Linked DNA regions of Oryctolagus cuniculus: all the other regions are linked to region 3. The links are chromatin contacts, called in public Micro-C maps. All regions are on one chromosome and are shown on one strand. Each heading gives the region's core, a stretch centred on a gene start, on an enhancer-like site or on the middle of the called end of the contact. The rest is flanking DNA. Distances are from core to core; before and after follow the strand shown.

What was found. A called contact is a pair of places that touch in the nucleus more often than the background predicts.
Region 1: a Micro-C map of ear pinna shows a contact between it and region 3, with 5 times the contacts expected there. The contact joins the promoter of FIP1L1 here to the promoter of PDGFRA in region 3. A contact is called at or near these places in 2 of 6 Hi-C or Micro-C datasets (ear pinna and psoas muscle).
Region 2: a contact with region 3 is called in a Micro-C map of ear pinna, with 5 times the contacts expected there. The contact joins the enhancer-like site here to the promoter of PDGFRA in region 3. A contact is called at or near these places in 3 of 6 Hi-C or Micro-C datasets (ear pinna, psoas muscle and an unstated tissue).

What each region holds. Positions count from the first base shown.
Region 1 is chr8:110,502,796-110,505,712 of mOryCun1.1, forward strand. It overlaps FIP1L1 (factor interacting with PAPOLA and CPSF1), which reads right to left and starts at 1,606. Exons shown (of 18, transcript XM_070048122.1): 1 at 1,246-1,606; 2 at 367-411; 3 at 236-275. The coding sequence starts at 1,330.
Region 2 is chr8:110,624,082-110,626,781 of mOryCun1.1, forward strand. The region is part of intron 4 of SCFD2 (sec1 family domain containing 2); the gene reads left to right. Among named protein-coding and RNA genes, the nearest start is that of SCFD2, 110 kb to the left of the region's middle. Within about 2 kb of position 1,425, at least 1 of the 8 cell types and tissues checked has an H3K27ac peak or open chromatin away from gene starts, as enhancers often do. A contact at or near this core is called in ear pinna, where this site is marked.
Region 3 is chr8:109,933,773-109,936,472 of mOryCun1.1, forward strand. PDGFRA (platelet derived growth factor receptor alpha) reads right to left here and starts at 1,382. Exons shown (of 23, transcript XM_070048112.1): 1 at 1,267-1,382.

The sequences.
Region 1 (2,917 bases), core at 356-2,855, 570 kb after region 3:
AGCTCACTGATGAGTAGTTACTTAATAGTAAAACCTAGTCAAAGTCTAACTTTAAAAACCGTCCTCTGAGCTGCTACCAAATGGAACTGGTCTAAGGGTAGGCCTTGAATTCGGAAGAAAGTCTGAAAGACTCAGCGTCCTCCAAACATTGTCAGGATGCCGATGAAGAACTTTTGACAATTTGTTGATGGACTCACACAACGTGTGTGCAAGATCAACAGGCAATTGCACTAACCTGGTATTCTCTTCTTCTGGCCTTTCAACTTCATTTTCATCTACCAAACAGAATAAATAAGCGAGTAAGTGAAGATCCCACTCTTACAGAAATCAGTCTCATGCAAATCTGAAGTGGTCACAAGCACTAACCTAGGTCCTTTGCCAAGTCACTGTGCACGTGCACGTCCCACGGGCCTACAAACACAGCAGAGTTAGATCACCTTACAATCCCCCAACAAGACACACCTATACGGGACCTCAGACCTCACGGATACAAAGTTACCCATTCACGTTGCAAAGAACTTCACAGTGCCGCACCTTGACAGAGGAGGAATTTTTTTTAAGACGTTTATTCCAGTTACGTCACTGAGGGGCTGCTTGGTGCCCAACGGACACCTTTACTATGTGACGCTGGAAACCATCAAGAATTCACGTTTTAGGAAAGCAAACACCACGAACTTGCAAACCTCGTGGAACAGAAAGGGGCCCTGCGGCTCCACTTAAGTTAAAAAATCCCGATGTCAAGTCACCTTGCAAGAAGCAAGCACAAGAAGCACTAGAGAAAAATAGATTAACGCTGAGAAAGGCAGGCCAAAAAGGGCCACGCGGTGCTTCTACAACGCGAGTTAATGGGTCCCTAGAAAAAAACCACAACGTCACCTGGCACGGGCGACATCAGGGGTTTCTTTCTGGGCCATAACCTGGGTCCCCGAGTCGACTACTGTAAAAGCACGACCCTGCCCGGGAGGCGCGCTGGCAGGTGCATCGCGCCCACGTTAGACGGCAGTGTCTCCGCATCGCCTTCACTCAGCCAGACTTCTCAACGGCTGTGTCCGAGGGGCGGCAGGGCCCACCTGGGACGCCGCAGCGGCCCGCAGCCAGGCCGCCGGCGCGACGCGGGGCCCGGTGCCGCCAGGCCCGCCGCGCTCGGCCTCGGAGCGGCCCTCAGGCCGCGGGGCCGGCGCGCGGGGCCGGGCGGGCCGCCCCCAGGGACCCCCGCCGAGGGACAAGGGACAGGAAGTTCCGTACCGCCATACAGCCACTCCTCCTCCTCATCCCCTCCGGTCCCGCCGCTCAGTTCCGACACAAGGCGGTCCACCTCGCCGGCCGACATGGCCGCCCGGCCGCCCCTTCAAGGCGCCAATCAACAGCCCCCAGCCAACCCCTGCCCCAGCCTCGCTGCCCCGGGGGCGCGAGAAGGGCGCGAACCCGCCAGCGGGCGAGCCAAGGAAACACGAGACGCCAATCCCGGACAGACGGCCGCAGCGGCCGAGGCGGCAAAGGCGAGGACTTCAACACCGGCCGCCTGCGCACGCGCAGCAGCGTCCAAGCGGCGCGGCGTCTCTAGATGGCTACGCTTCCGCGGCCGCGGCCCCCCCCCCGCCTGACTGCGCCTGCGCGCTGCGCGTGGCCCCGCCCTCCCCCACGGCGTCGCGCTCGGTCTTCCGGCGTGGCTTCCGGGCGGGCGGGCGCACTGCGCCGGCGCGGCTCCCCTCCCCCGCCCTGCCTTCGTCTAGGAAGACTTCCTGTTCTCTCCTGTCTGTGATGCTTTGTCTAAAGCTTTGATTTATCTTAAAGGTTTTTGTTTATCAAACTTAATGCGCAGTTACCTGTCGGTCCTCTTCTGCAAAAGAAATCATAATCCGTCCTCCAGAAATTAACGATTAATAGTCTTGAGAAGTTAATTTTAATAGCCATCAAAAGCAAAAGTGATCCATGAATGATGCATTCTTCTTGTTTAAAAAAACAGTAACAACGTGCACATGAGAGAACCTGCTGCACCACCGTCTTTGGAAGTGGGCACTGGGACCTGCTGTGAGCACCCTTCTGAAATTTTCCACACATTTGCTTTACCTGTGTTGCATGGTTTTCAAAGGAGAACTTAAGGGAAATGAGCCTTCGAGGGCCCAGGGCTCATGTGTCATCCTGCTTCCGGGTTTTTCTTGTTTGATTAACCCAATGGCGCCTTGGAGATCAAACTGCCCGCTTAGCAATGCTGCGTGCAGTCCCAAAGCGTGACTATCACACAGTGAATGTGACGTTCACCAGCTGATCTTCCCCTTTTGTCTGTCACCCAGAAGTGAACAGAACCTTACGGTGAAGATCCTTGGGACTTCCTGCAGATGTGCCCGAGTGTTTCTCCAAGACTGTAAACTCTGTGCAGTGCTGTTTTAACCGCTAATGCTAAGTTTCCAGGCTGCTTTCAAGAACACATCTCCCAAGGGAAAGATGCCCCAGTGCGGGTTAGAACTGGAGTTCTAGGTCTCGATGGTGTTTCATTTCATCTTCCCACTTGTTTATGCCACCTCATCGTGTGAGTTTGAGAAATCAACCTTTCTGCACTTTAGTTTTTCTCAAGTAAAAAATGAGAAGCTGAATTAGGTAATCCCCAAGGTCCCTTTTAGTTGTAAAGGTTTGAAATGGGATGTTCACTTGCTAAAAAAAAAAAAAAAGAAAGAAAGAAAGAAAGAAAGAAATCACTTTAATGGTGGCCATGCAGCACGGTGGGTTAAGGAGCTGCTGGGAGTGCCCAGTCCCATGTTAGAGGCTAAGTTCAAGCGCTGACCACTCTGCTTCCATCCAGCATCATGATAGTGTACCTGGAAGGAAGTGGGTGATAGTTCCTGCCACCCACAAGGGAGACACAGGCAGAGTTCCTGGCCTCTGGTTTTTGGCTTCTGCCTTACTCAACCTTGGCTGC
Region 2 (2,700 bases), core at 175-2,674, 690 kb after region 3:
CCCTGAGAGAAGCTACGTAGGCAGGAAGAAGGTGGATTTCAGCTCACGGTTTGGAGCTTCGTAGCCTCATCAGGGGACGGCCTGGGGACGCACACCCTCCACCCACCCTCTGTGTGGTCTCCCCTTCGATGCCACCAGCCTCATCAGTGCAGCCGCTCTCACAGCCCCATCTGCAGATTCCTCGGTTGGATTAAGCTCTGTCCTTGTTCCCTAAGACTCCGGGCATCGAGACTTTAGCACATGGGCGTGTAGGTGACACCCACATTATCTTCCAAACCAGAAAACATGCATTGCAGTCTTACTTATGCTACTACTAGCTTAGCCATCTAGATGTTGCGCGGTAGGAGACTGATGGAATGTATTGTGTTGTCATTAAACTTCAAGTCTCTGAAGAATAACTCAGATGAGGCGGGGGAAAGGTGAATCACGGAAGAATAGAAGAATTTTCTCATACAGATTTGAGAAACAAAACTGCATCTTTACTGTGAGTCCAGCTCTGTTAAGTAGTTTGAAAAGGTGAGGACAGTAGAGGGAGGTTAGATGTTAAAAGAAATTAGAAGGACAGGAAAATTCATGAAAGTGGTTGTCGTAGTCTCTGGGAGTAGCGGATTCTTCAGTGAGCTTGGTTAGCAAGTTGATCCAAAGCTTAGTGGCTTAGAGCAGCCTTTTAAATATAGCTCACAATTTCATGTGGCAGAGGCTCAGCAGGGCCCAGCGGGGCGTGTCTCCGGCTCCACGTGGCGTCTCCTGAGGTTACTTGGTGGCACTCAGCTGGGCAGGGGAGGATTCAGAACAGGGAATCGTGAGAGGGAAGGGCTGAGCCGCGCCAGCGGGAGCTGCCTCTGCCTCTGCAGCAGGGCCGTCTCGGGCCAGCAGGCTTCTCCCACGGAGGCCAGGCTCCCCAGGAAGGTTGTTCTGGGGGAGCGGACAGGAGCCGCAGGACGGCTCATAGCTTCCCCTTGGAAGCCTGGAACTTGTATTGACCCGCCCAGCGTCGGGGGAAGGAGCTGGACTCCACTTCCAAAGGGAGGAGTAGCTGAAGGCCGGTGACCGCCTTTGGAGCCAACCCCAGTTGGACTGAGTGGTTTACCTCGTGTTTCTGCGGCGTGTATCACGCAGATGTATTCTTTACTGTACATCTGCAAGAGCCTTTTATGTGTTATGTGCCGACCCCTGAGTGAGATTTGCACGCAGTTAACCGCGTGGCAGAAACATAGCCGCCTGCAAGTGTCACCTTTACCCTTCCCCGTTCGAATGGGAGCACGTTGGGGGTTTACTCGCACTGGCTCATTTTAAACGGCATTAGAAAGATGTGGTCTTGGCGAGGCAAGCCAGGCCACTTTTCTGCGAGTTGCTGACACGTAAGCTGTGGGTTGAAGGGCGGAGGAACACGCAGGGTGCTGGAAGCTGCCTACTGCACTGGGTCTGTGTGGCGGGATGCGAGAACAGGCATTCGTGTGTGCAGAAAGCGCTGACACTTGGGTTGGGGGGAGATGACGCTGGAGAGAGAACCCAGAAGCAGACTCTGGGGGCCTGGTGACCACCCGGGCCGTCTCGGCTCCTCACAGTTCAGCAGGCACAGCTTAACTCTATCTGTTCCTGATTCCGTTTGCATTCTTTGCACTTCTCTGTGATTTGTATATGAAGAGGACAGAATTCAGGCCACGAAATAGACTTCATATGGATGCATTTCCAACAAGAAAAGCCAGGAGAGCTGGAGAGCATCATTGGCCAGGCCGTATTTCTTGGTTGAAAAATAACGTGCTTTATAGATACGTCGTTCTGAGAGTGGGTGGAAGCAAGCATTTGTCTGTCATCTTAGAGTGGCTGCGCCTGCTGGCGGAGGCCTGGAGCCCCAGTCTTACTGTCCTGTCCCGGGGCACTCGTGTCCGTGTGCCATATGGGCCCCGCATCTGGTGACCAGTCCCTGCTCTTTGGGGAGAAAAGCAAATCTTCCTTTGAGGGACTCCACAGGCACGTTTCTGTAGAACCTGCTACTGCCTGTGTCTGCGGATGCTGGCTGACGTTCCCCACGTTTCCCGAGACAGCAGGAACTGGGAGAGGACCCTGTGCACTCGGAGGCGCGCGCTCTGTTCTCCCAGCCTGTTCGTGGCGATGACTCCCTTTGATGTTCTGACACATCTGAAATCGTGGTGAAATGTGGCAGCCAGAGCTGGGCCCGGGCAGGCCCTTGGGGATCAGTGTGACAGGGGACACGTGCTATTGGGAGGCGCTCTTCCACATGTGACGGATTTAATTGGTGTGGAAGTTTCCACGTCCCCCCCCTGCCCGAAGTATTATCACAGTAAGTTACGAAGCCAAATAGAAACTTAAAAAAACATACCCAGTGAGTTCAAGACATTATTAGCAAATGTTTACTGCTTAATTTTTAAAATAGATTTATTTATTTTACTTGAAAGAGTTACATAGAGAAGGAGAGGCAGAGAGAAAGAGAGAGGGGTATTCCATCCGCTGTTTCACTCCCCAATTGGCCGTAACGGTGCCAATCTGAAGCCAGGAGCTTCTTCCGGGTCTCCCACACAGGTGCAGGGGTCCAAGGACTTGGGCCATCTTCCACTGCTTTCCCAGGCCACAGCAGAGAGCTGGATATGAAGTGCAGCTGCCGGGTCTCAAACTGGCACCCATATGGGAGCACAGGGACCCGCTCTCAGATTCCGTCCCACACCTGCCAAGCTCAGC
Region 3 (2,700 bases), core at 132-2,631:
CGGCGCAGGGTGGCAAATGGTCGGGGGGCGGCGGAGCCAGATTTCGCCCGCTGCGGACGGACGGAGCAGAGGCCGAAGGGGCTGGCCATCTGCCGCCCCCTGGAAAGCAAAATAAACCCGGTGGCCGGGCGCCGCGGCGGGCGGGAGGTCCCCGCAGCCAGGCGGCGGGGGTGGGGGGTGGAGGGGCGAGGCCAGCGCGCCCCGCCCACGCTCGCAGCCCGGTCCGCACCGCGCCATCCGCCCTGCCCCGGCTCCGGCGCGGCCGGGGTCGCCCTACGCTCCTTCCACGTGGCTCCCTCGACGCCCAGGGCCCTGGGTGGTCTCCGGGCTGCAGCCGGCGGGAAGTGTGGCCTGGCCGGGGCGGGCTGCGGGGTCTTGTCTCCCTGACCAGGGCTGTGGCCGAGGCGAGCCACGGGGGACAGGGCGGGGGTTCACGCCTGCGCCCACCCGTGCGGGGATCGCGACTTTCGACCTCCTGGGCGCTTTTCTGGAGCGTCCATGGAAGAGTTAAGAATGAGGCTGCCCGCGCCAAAGCAGAGCAGGGGCCTGCGTGGGGCCGCGGGCGTTGGCCTTGGCCTGGCGTGTCCGGGCGGGCTGGACGCAAGGTTAACGCGAGGCCCCGTGGAGGAGCCCGGCCTGCAGTGCGGGCCCCGCCAACCTCTTGCAGCGGACCGCCTTGGGCCTTGTAAACAAAAAAACAACTCCGGCCCGGCCCGGCCCCGCCCTGCGCTGCCCGCGGGTCTCTAGCCCTCGGCGCCCAGGACCGCGGGGAGCGCCCGCGGGCCGGGCCTGGGCCTCGGGGGCGTGGCCCGCGGAGGGGGCCTGGGCATCTGCTCCCCACCCCCACCCCGATCCCGTCTTTTCTCCTGGAATTCGCGATGTCCCGTTGCTCTCTGAGACTTCTGAAGCCAGGCCGTTAGTGGGGAAAACCGCATTGAAGCAAACCTGTGAAGTTGTCTTTCCCCACCCCCAGGGACGCCGGCGCGGGGGGATGGGGGGCGGGGCGGGATGGGGGAGGTCTCGGCTCCGGATTTGAAAAGCAAGGGCCGTTTGGTGGTTCGCGGGAGAGCGCGGCGCTGACCGCCCCACTCCCACCCCTGGCCCTCCCGGCTGCAGCTTCCGGAGCCCCCAGCCCCTATGCTCGGGCCCGCCCCCGCAGAGGGGTCCATGGGTTCGGGGTTCACAGGGCCCCGAGGCTTGGCCCGCAAGTGGGGCGTGGGCGACCTGGAGGGCGTTCACCCCGTCTCGGGCGCGCGCGTCGCTCACCTCCAGTTGCCGCGGTAGCCAGGCCCGAGGGTGCAGCGTCTGCCTTGGGCTCCTTGGGGGCCCTCCTTCCAGGGGCGGCTGTGTCAGGGGTCCTCACGCCGCCGCAGGCTGCCCTGGGTGCAAGGCCCCGAGCTTGCGCGGTGGTCCAGCGCGGCTGGGGCGGGCTGCGAGCCCCTCGGAGCGGGCTCTTGGGGACCCCAGCTTCCTGGATTTAGAGATGCGATGGTCCCCCTTCCTCCCAGCGCCTTCTTAGGCCTGGGGTTTGTGTTGCTTTTAATTTGAAAGCCGGCGTGCGGGAGGCGGGGGCAGGGCGATGGGGAGGTCTGCAGTTTATTAGGGGCCTCAGCCGTCCCGTTCTGCAGCACGCAGCTGTGGCTGGGGAGGGAGGAGGGCTGGCTCCGGTGAGGTCAGCCTGCCTCTGGAGAGGGGGCCTTGTGCTCTCGGAGCCCCGCGGTGGAGGGAAAGGAAGAACTGGGCGGAGGGGCGCTGCCGCGCGCAGTCAGGTGGGCCCGGGCCCACTCCACGGAGGTCCTCAGAGAACATCGCAAGCCAGCGAGGCAGGCTCCCGATCACCATCCCAGAGCACTGGGATTTCACGCCGGAAGGACTCACTGAGCGCCGGCTGCCCAGGGCTCTGCAGCGGCGAAGCCTGGGTGAGCGGTCAGTGAACGCCAAGTGGCAGTGCTGGGCTCCAGCGAGGCTGGAGGTGCGCGGTGATGTCACAGCGCACAGGAGAGCGGGCACCAATCGGAGGCCCCTGGAGGCTTCCTGCAGGGGAGGCCGCATCCTGGGGAGCCTAGGAGGGTGACGCTGGGGAGCAGCCTGTGGAGGTGAGCAAGCCCCTGAGGTCAGCGGGAGGCGAGCGAGCGAGCGGCTGGGCAGAGGGGACTTCTGGGAGGCAGGGGGCCTTGTGCTGTGATCAGAGAGAGGAGGGAGTGGGCTGGAGTGAGGGAAGCAGCAGGCACTGCGCTGGCAGGAGATGGGGTCCCTGGTGTGGACAGGGGCTGGTGCTATGTTGAGGAACAACCAAGAACAACACAATCAGGAAACAAAATACTTCTAGCTTGAAGCATTTGAAAAAGCCACTAGGGCAGGTGTTGGGGCACACTGGGTTAAGCCACCACCTACAATGCTGGCACCCATATGGGTGCTGGTTCTAGTCCCAGCTGCTCCACTTCCCATCCAGCGCCCTGCTAACGCGCCTGGGAAGGCAGCAGAAGATGGCCCAAGTATTTGGGCCCCTGCCACCTACATAGGAGACCTGGATGGAGTTCCGGGATCCTGGCTTTGGTCTGATCCAGCCCCAGCTGTTGCAACCATTTGGGGAGTGAACCAGCAGCTGTAAGATCTCTATTTCTCTCTCTCTCTCTCTCTCTCTCTCTCTCTCTCTGCCTCTTTGTAACTACCTTTCAAGTAAATAAATACAAAACAAAG